Regions from separate parts of the Urocitellus parryii genome. Here region 2 is linked to region 1. Evidence: chromatin contacts called from public Hi-C data. All regions are on one chromosome and are shown on one strand. The core of a region is the stretch at or near the end of the contact, and the rest is flanking DNA. Distances in the headings are between cores, read along the strand shown. Region 1 holds the start of Pex1 (peroxisomal biogenesis factor 1). Region 2 holds the start of Cdk6 (cyclin dependent kinase 6).

Region 1 (3,317 bases), core at 159-2,658:
AAAGTGGCTTAAGATGAAAAGTGGGATCTTTTTTTTTTTTCTTTTTTTTTTTTAAATATTTATTTATTGTTTTTTAGTTTTCGGCAGACACAACATCTTTGTTTGTATGTGGTGTTGAGGATCGAACCCGGGTCGCACGCATGCCAGGTGAGCGCGCTACCGCTTGAGCCACATCCCCAGCCCGAAAAGTGGGATCTTTATTGCAAACTTTTAAATATTGCAAACTCTTATAGGTCAAGAAGAAACAGCAACATGTCTTGCACAGATTCGCCAGTAGTGGGTACCAGACAAATATTTCAAAAATTGCATCCTTTTGCTACTGAGCAGACTCAAATTCATTGAGACCGTGTGTACCAATTTTTAATTATGAAATCGGCATGCTGGGCTGGGAATGTAGCTGAGTAGCAGAGCCTTGCCTAGCATGTATGAGGTACTTCTGGTTGCTGGGGGGGGGGCGGGGGAAGGATGTGTATCTCCACCAGTGGTTAGAAATGTGAAATACCACAACCACCACGTCCTGACCACATAAGTCCAAGTAAACCTAACTACGTATATGATGCAGGTATGGGCATAATTCCACTGCACATTCCTGGCACCACTCGGCTCGGTTCGGGGTTGCCAATGCAGGGAAGAGTTATTATTCTATGACCCTCCCCTGCTCGTGGGAGACGCGGCACTCAGTCCTAGTTAACCTACACGCGCTCTACACACCAAGTCTGCCCCTAGAGGCGCGAACTGTGGCAGTGCGGGGACTTGGCAATCGCCGGCGAGTGTGGGCACTTTAAAATAATAAAAACATACAAGTTCTCAAGAGCTTTTCCCATCTGGAGTAAGGAAGGTTCCTGGATGGAGAGGATTTTTAGAATACTAGGATGTTTCAAAGCCTACTTTAACCAAAGTGTAAGATATGGACTAAGTTAACCTCGGGGCAGCAGAGACTGCCGGGACCTGCCCTGCGCCGTCACCCCGGCCTAGCGCTATTCGGCAACGTCCAGGAGACCGCCGGGACCCGGCTCAGAGAAAAGAACTCAGCGGCCGCCGCGTTCCGGGAAGGCCTCGGCCACGTCCGATCCCAGGTTACCGTTCTGGTGTCCCGAGGTCGGCGCGTTACCTGCAGCAGATGCAGCTGAGCCACGAGACGCCGCGGTAAATGGAGAAAGCAGTCACGAGCGTTGGTGAAGGTCACCGTCACAGCCACCCCTGCTGCACCAGCGCCCGTTAGGCGATCGCTGCCCCACATCTTCCCAAACCACTACTCCAGGACCTCCCACCCTGGCGCGGCGTCTGACCCCTACCCCGGGCAGGCCGAGGGCGTTGGAGCCCGAGAAGATCGATCGGCTCCGCCCCCTACGGCTTCACTCCCTCTCCCGCGGTGAGTCTCACCCGCGCGCCTGAAGCGGGCAGGACCATCAAGCTTCTGTCACTCTCTGAACTTCACCGCCGAGCCGCTTGGGGGCGGCACCTCGTTCACCAAATTCTCGTTTTCAGGAAACGATGGCCGACGATGTCGATTCTCCAGCCAATCCTGGCCATGCTTCGACTCATCCCGCTCTCTGATTGGATAAACAGGAGCGCCCTGAGACGGATGTTGTCCTCTCCGCAGTGACCAAAGCAGGCAAGATGGCGTCGAGTGATGGGAAGCTTGGGAGTTTATTCGACCACCACGTCCAGAGGGTGGTTTGCGACACGCGGGCCAAATATCGGGAGGGTAGACGGCCTCGCGCTGTTAAGGTAAAATGATTTCGCTTTCATTCGCTATCTTGGGTAGCTTTATGTGAGCACGCTCTCCACGCAGCCAGCCTACTTAAATAAAGGTATAAAAGGCTGCTGTCAGATCCATCTCTCATTGGAAGGGGAATGAGGAACTCTGGCTTGGAGACCAAAGATGATTTCCACCCATTTGGTTAACTTTAGGACGTCAGTTCTCCAGAAGAGGGATTTGTTTTAGTTCTTGTATCTTCCGTGTTTACGTGAGTGCTTGTTAAACACTCAATGACTATTCGTTTTAGTGACTAGTCCCAGTAACTTCTGAGAGAACTTACAGAAATGATGACTTAAATCATATGCATGTACGAATATGTCACAGTGAAACCTACTATTAAGCATAGTTATGCACAGATAAAAATATTATAAACATGTCGACTCAGAGCAGTCTGTTATGTGCTTTAGTTAGATACCTTCACATGTGAAGTGTGTTATTTTTTATGCAGAGAGAATGGCAAATTTTAAAATTAATTTTGTATGCTTTTTGAAGATAAGGACTGACCAAAGTGTTTCTTTTCAAATTCTGTTTTTTTTTTTAAAGGGGAGATTATCTTAGTCTTATTTGTGAAATACACTTCATAACTCTATTTATTTTAGGTGTATACAATCAATTTGGAATCTCGGTACTTATTAATACAAGGAGTTCCTGCAGTGGGAGCAATGAAGGAATTAGTTGAGCGATTTGCTCTATATGGAGCAATTGAAGAATATAATGCTCTAGATGAATATCCAGCAGAAGATTTTACAGAAGTTTACCTTATTAAATTTATGAATTTACAAAGTGCAAGGTAAAGTGTAAGTTAAGCAGCATCTTATATCCTTTGACCCTGTTACTATCATTTTTGTCCCAGGTTTTTATAGTTAATACTTGAGTTACCCCAAAATTTAACATGGCAACATTCTCATCTTTTCTGCAGTAATTCCCCTCCCTTACCCCCAGGGATGGAGTCTAACCTAGGGCTGTACTTATACTCAGCAGGTGTTCAACCACTGAGCCACATCCCAATCCCTTCCTGACATCTTTGTAAAGGTTAATCTTATCAAAATACTATTTACATCCCCTCATTCCCATGCTCAACAACTTTCAGTCCTGTGATATGATTAAAAACTGAATTTGGTAAGTTTTCCAGTCACACTGCTCACTATCTTGTTACTTTGTATAAGTTATTTAATCCTAGTAAGCCCATTTTTTTCTCTTCTTAAAATCCATATAGTCAAAAGACCACTTATTGAGCTTGCATGAGGATAATTCAAGTCCTTTTACTTGGAGTAGTACCTTTCTGCTCAGAATGCAGTAAACCTTACTTGTTACAGTTATTGTTATGGCCCTCTGTGAATTAATCCCATCTTTTGGAGATTTCTATGAAACAAAAACCTGTTCCATTGGGCTGAAGTAGGCAATATCTTATGTATTTTTTAGTTTAACCCCTTTTCTTGTCATTAATCTGATCAAAGATCCATCCTTCCTTGGCTGTTGCCATTTATATTTCTTTTTTAAAAAAATATCTTTTTTGTTTGTTTTTATGTGATGCTGAGGATTGAACCCAGCACTT
Region 2 (2,897 bases), core at 368-2,867, 270 kb after region 1:
CTTTGCTGTCTTTTCCCCTGATTCTCACTGTGTGGGGAACAAAACACCACACAAATCACCCAGCCCAGGATAAGAGGAGACAAGTTAAAACCTCCCAGTGAGATTCCATAGACACTTGGTCTCCCTAAGTCCACAGAGGGCTTGGTATTTCAAAGGTCAGACTTGGGTCTCTTCATTTTGAGGACTAATGTTAAACTGTTTGACTTCTTACAAGAATATTTAGCTGTGTTTATTTACATAATTTCATGGAGGTCACACGGTAGGCAAGCAGTCGCTCAACAGGATACCTAGATGGATGAGTAGACAAGAAGATCCCAGGATCTCCTTTCTCCAACACACTGAAGGTAAAGAGCTGAAAAGGGTAAAATCACAACCCAATTTGAAGAAGCTTCTGTCCACTTCTTTTCGATTTGAAGCTATGAAGCTATGCATCTGTTTAAAAAGAAAGGGATGACACAACCACACAATGGGGAAATTCCAGGATCACCAAGAGAACACCATTATACTAAGTCCACACACTTTCTTTTAATACTGGTTACTACTCACAAGAGAGACTGTTAACTGCTGTCTTCCCACCAACTTGCAGGACCAGTCCAAGGAAAGCAAGGAATTTAAAGATACCATAACATGGACTCACATCTAACCCTTGGGAAAGGGAATCTAAGGACTGTGTCAGTCCAGAGATATGAAGTCAGACAAACAGGTAACAGTTTTTGGAAGACATTTTTTAAATGACGCTGCTTGACACTGATCATCAGCAATGAAATTCCTTAGACCACCAGAACCCACTTTTATTATGAAACTTTAACAAAAAGAAACTGGGTGTGATTGGTAAACATGTTCTTGAGTTTCTTCATTTTCTTTAAAGCGGTACTTACCCTAGGCTCCACCCTTAAAGTCCCGACCTATTAATTATCACCTGCAACTTGTTGTCTTTCTCACTCATTTTCAGTTTCTCAAAAATTCCCCATGGCAGAGAAAAATATGTGGGGGCTGGCGGGGAGTGCCTCGAGTTGGTAGGTTCCACGTCCCTAAAAGGCACCCAACTCCCCTGGATCCCCTTCAGTACAGGCTTCGGAACTGCCCAGCAGCGGGGGAAGCCTGCGTAGGTCTCTTTTTCTGACTGGTCTTTCTGGCTGGTAAGGTCACCGGCTCTGGCAACAAAACTTACTCAGTCAGATCGACGGGTGGCCCTGGCCTTCCCCAGCCCCCCTGCCTGGAACCTTCCTAAGTCCGAGGATCCCCGGCCTGGCCTCACCAGAAGCGCTGCCCCCGACGGTGCGGGCGCTGCACCCAGCTCACCTGACCACGTTGGGGTGCTCGAAGGTCTCCAGGTGCCTCAGCACCGCCACCTCGCGGATGGTGGAGAGCGGCATGCCCTCCTCGCCCGTCTGCACCCGCACGCGCTTCAGTGCCACGAACCGGCCTCCGTTCTTCAGGTCGCGGGCTTTGAACACCTTCCCATAGGCGCCCTCCCCGATCTCCGCCACGCACTCGTACTGCTGGTCCGCGCGGCTCAGGCCGTCCTTCTCCATGTCGCCTTGACGCCTCCCGGCACGGCGCAGCTGGGGCGGGCGGGGGTGCGGTTGGTTCGCTAGTCTCCTCCGGTGCTCCCGGAGCTCGGTCTTGCTCGCCCTCGCCCCCGCTGGCTCCGGCGCTCGGACTCAGGGGCTCTCGCGGACGCTGGACTGGATGGAGCGACCTCTCCGCCGGCTGGCGTAACCCTGGTGCCGCCGCGAAACTCCGCCTGCCGAGTCGCCGCCGGAGGAGCGAGTGGATCCCTCCTCTTCCCTCCCCGAAGCGAAGTCCTCTACACAGACACCGCACCGATTACATAGTCTCTGTCCGAACGCGTCTCGGTCCACAATCTTTGCACCTAAAAGAGAAGACGGGAAAACAAGAAAGTGCAATCAGACATCCCAGGAGCCTTCCACGGGGTTCCTCTAGATTCCCCTCCTCCTCCTTCATGAAGCCCGAGTCGCTACCCTCCGCGAGCTCCGGCCTTCTCCAAGCCTCCTAATCCTTCCTGGTTTCACCGAGAAAAGCGAAGTTACTTTTCTTTCCCTACAGGGCTGGAGCCGTCTTCGCGAGGAGAGGTTGCAGGGGCCCCTCGGGGATGAGCGCGCCGCGCGGGACGCAGTGGAACGGGAGGGGGCGTGCCGAGCAGCCCAGAGTGTGCTGGGAGCGCGGGGGGGAGGGAGGCGCTGGGGACGTCAATGTCACGGCTTAATATTTATACCTTTATGATTGTATGCGCGGCTACCCTCCTCGCCTCCTGGGACCTGGAAGTACAGGGAGTGGGGGTCCTGGTGCCTTCAGGGACCATGCACAATGTGGTGTGAACGGACTGAGGGTCCACCCGTTTGGGGCCGCAGAATGTGGGTGGGGGCTCTCGGGACCCTGTAATCCGATGCTGGGAGTGTGCGAAAAGGGGTGGTCAGACATCTGCTCGGAAATTGCTTCCTTTCTTTCTACTTTCAGTTTTTCCTCGAGGAGACATTTAAAAACGATTCGCACACGCAAATGGTCTTTGGGGGGTAAAGGAGTCTTGGTGGGAAATGGAATTCTCCTCCGACTCGGAGGACCTCCCTGGTGGAAACCCAGGGAAGACAACCATCGGGTTGGGGAGGGCTGGGGCTACTTGGGGTGGGAGGACGAGAGGCCCTGGAAGGGGGGGAGTCCCCCACGGGAGCCCAAGAGTGGGAGAAAGGGATGTTCGCCACACTTTCGCTTGTCGTGTCCTTAAAAGAGTAACTTAAGGAAGAAGACACCATAACCGTGTCTTGACTTGAAGTTTTCTGATTTCAACCAGAGCAAAACGCCACCTCCCTAAAAAGGGTGGGGGTGGAGGTAGTAAAGGCCATGGCTCCTAGGGTGAGGGAGAGGGGGCTGTGCCG

What was found. A called contact is a pair of places that touch in the nucleus more often than the background predicts.
Region 2: a contact with region 1 is called in a Hi-C map of muscle, with 3 times the contacts expected there. The contact joins the promoter of Cdk6 here to the promoter of Pex1 in region 1. A contact is called at or near these places in 2 of 2 Hi-C or Micro-C datasets (liver and muscle).

Annotation. Positions count from the first base shown.
Region 1 is chr3:28,934,301-28,937,617 of mUroPar1.hap1, forward strand. It overlaps Pex1 (peroxisomal biogenesis factor 1), which reads right to left and starts at 1,409. Exons shown (of 24, transcript XM_077795954.1): 1 at 1,384-1,409. Rbm48 (RNA binding motif protein 48) reads left to right here and starts at 1,314. Exons shown (of 5, transcript XM_026413065.2): 1 at 1,314-1,372; 2 at 1,489-1,731. The coding sequence starts at 1,634.
Region 2 is chr3:29,205,561-29,208,457 of mUroPar1.hap1, forward strand. Cdk6 (cyclin dependent kinase 6) reads right to left here and starts at 1,618. Exons shown (of 7, transcript XM_026391545.2): 1 at 1,303-1,618. The coding sequence starts at 1,535.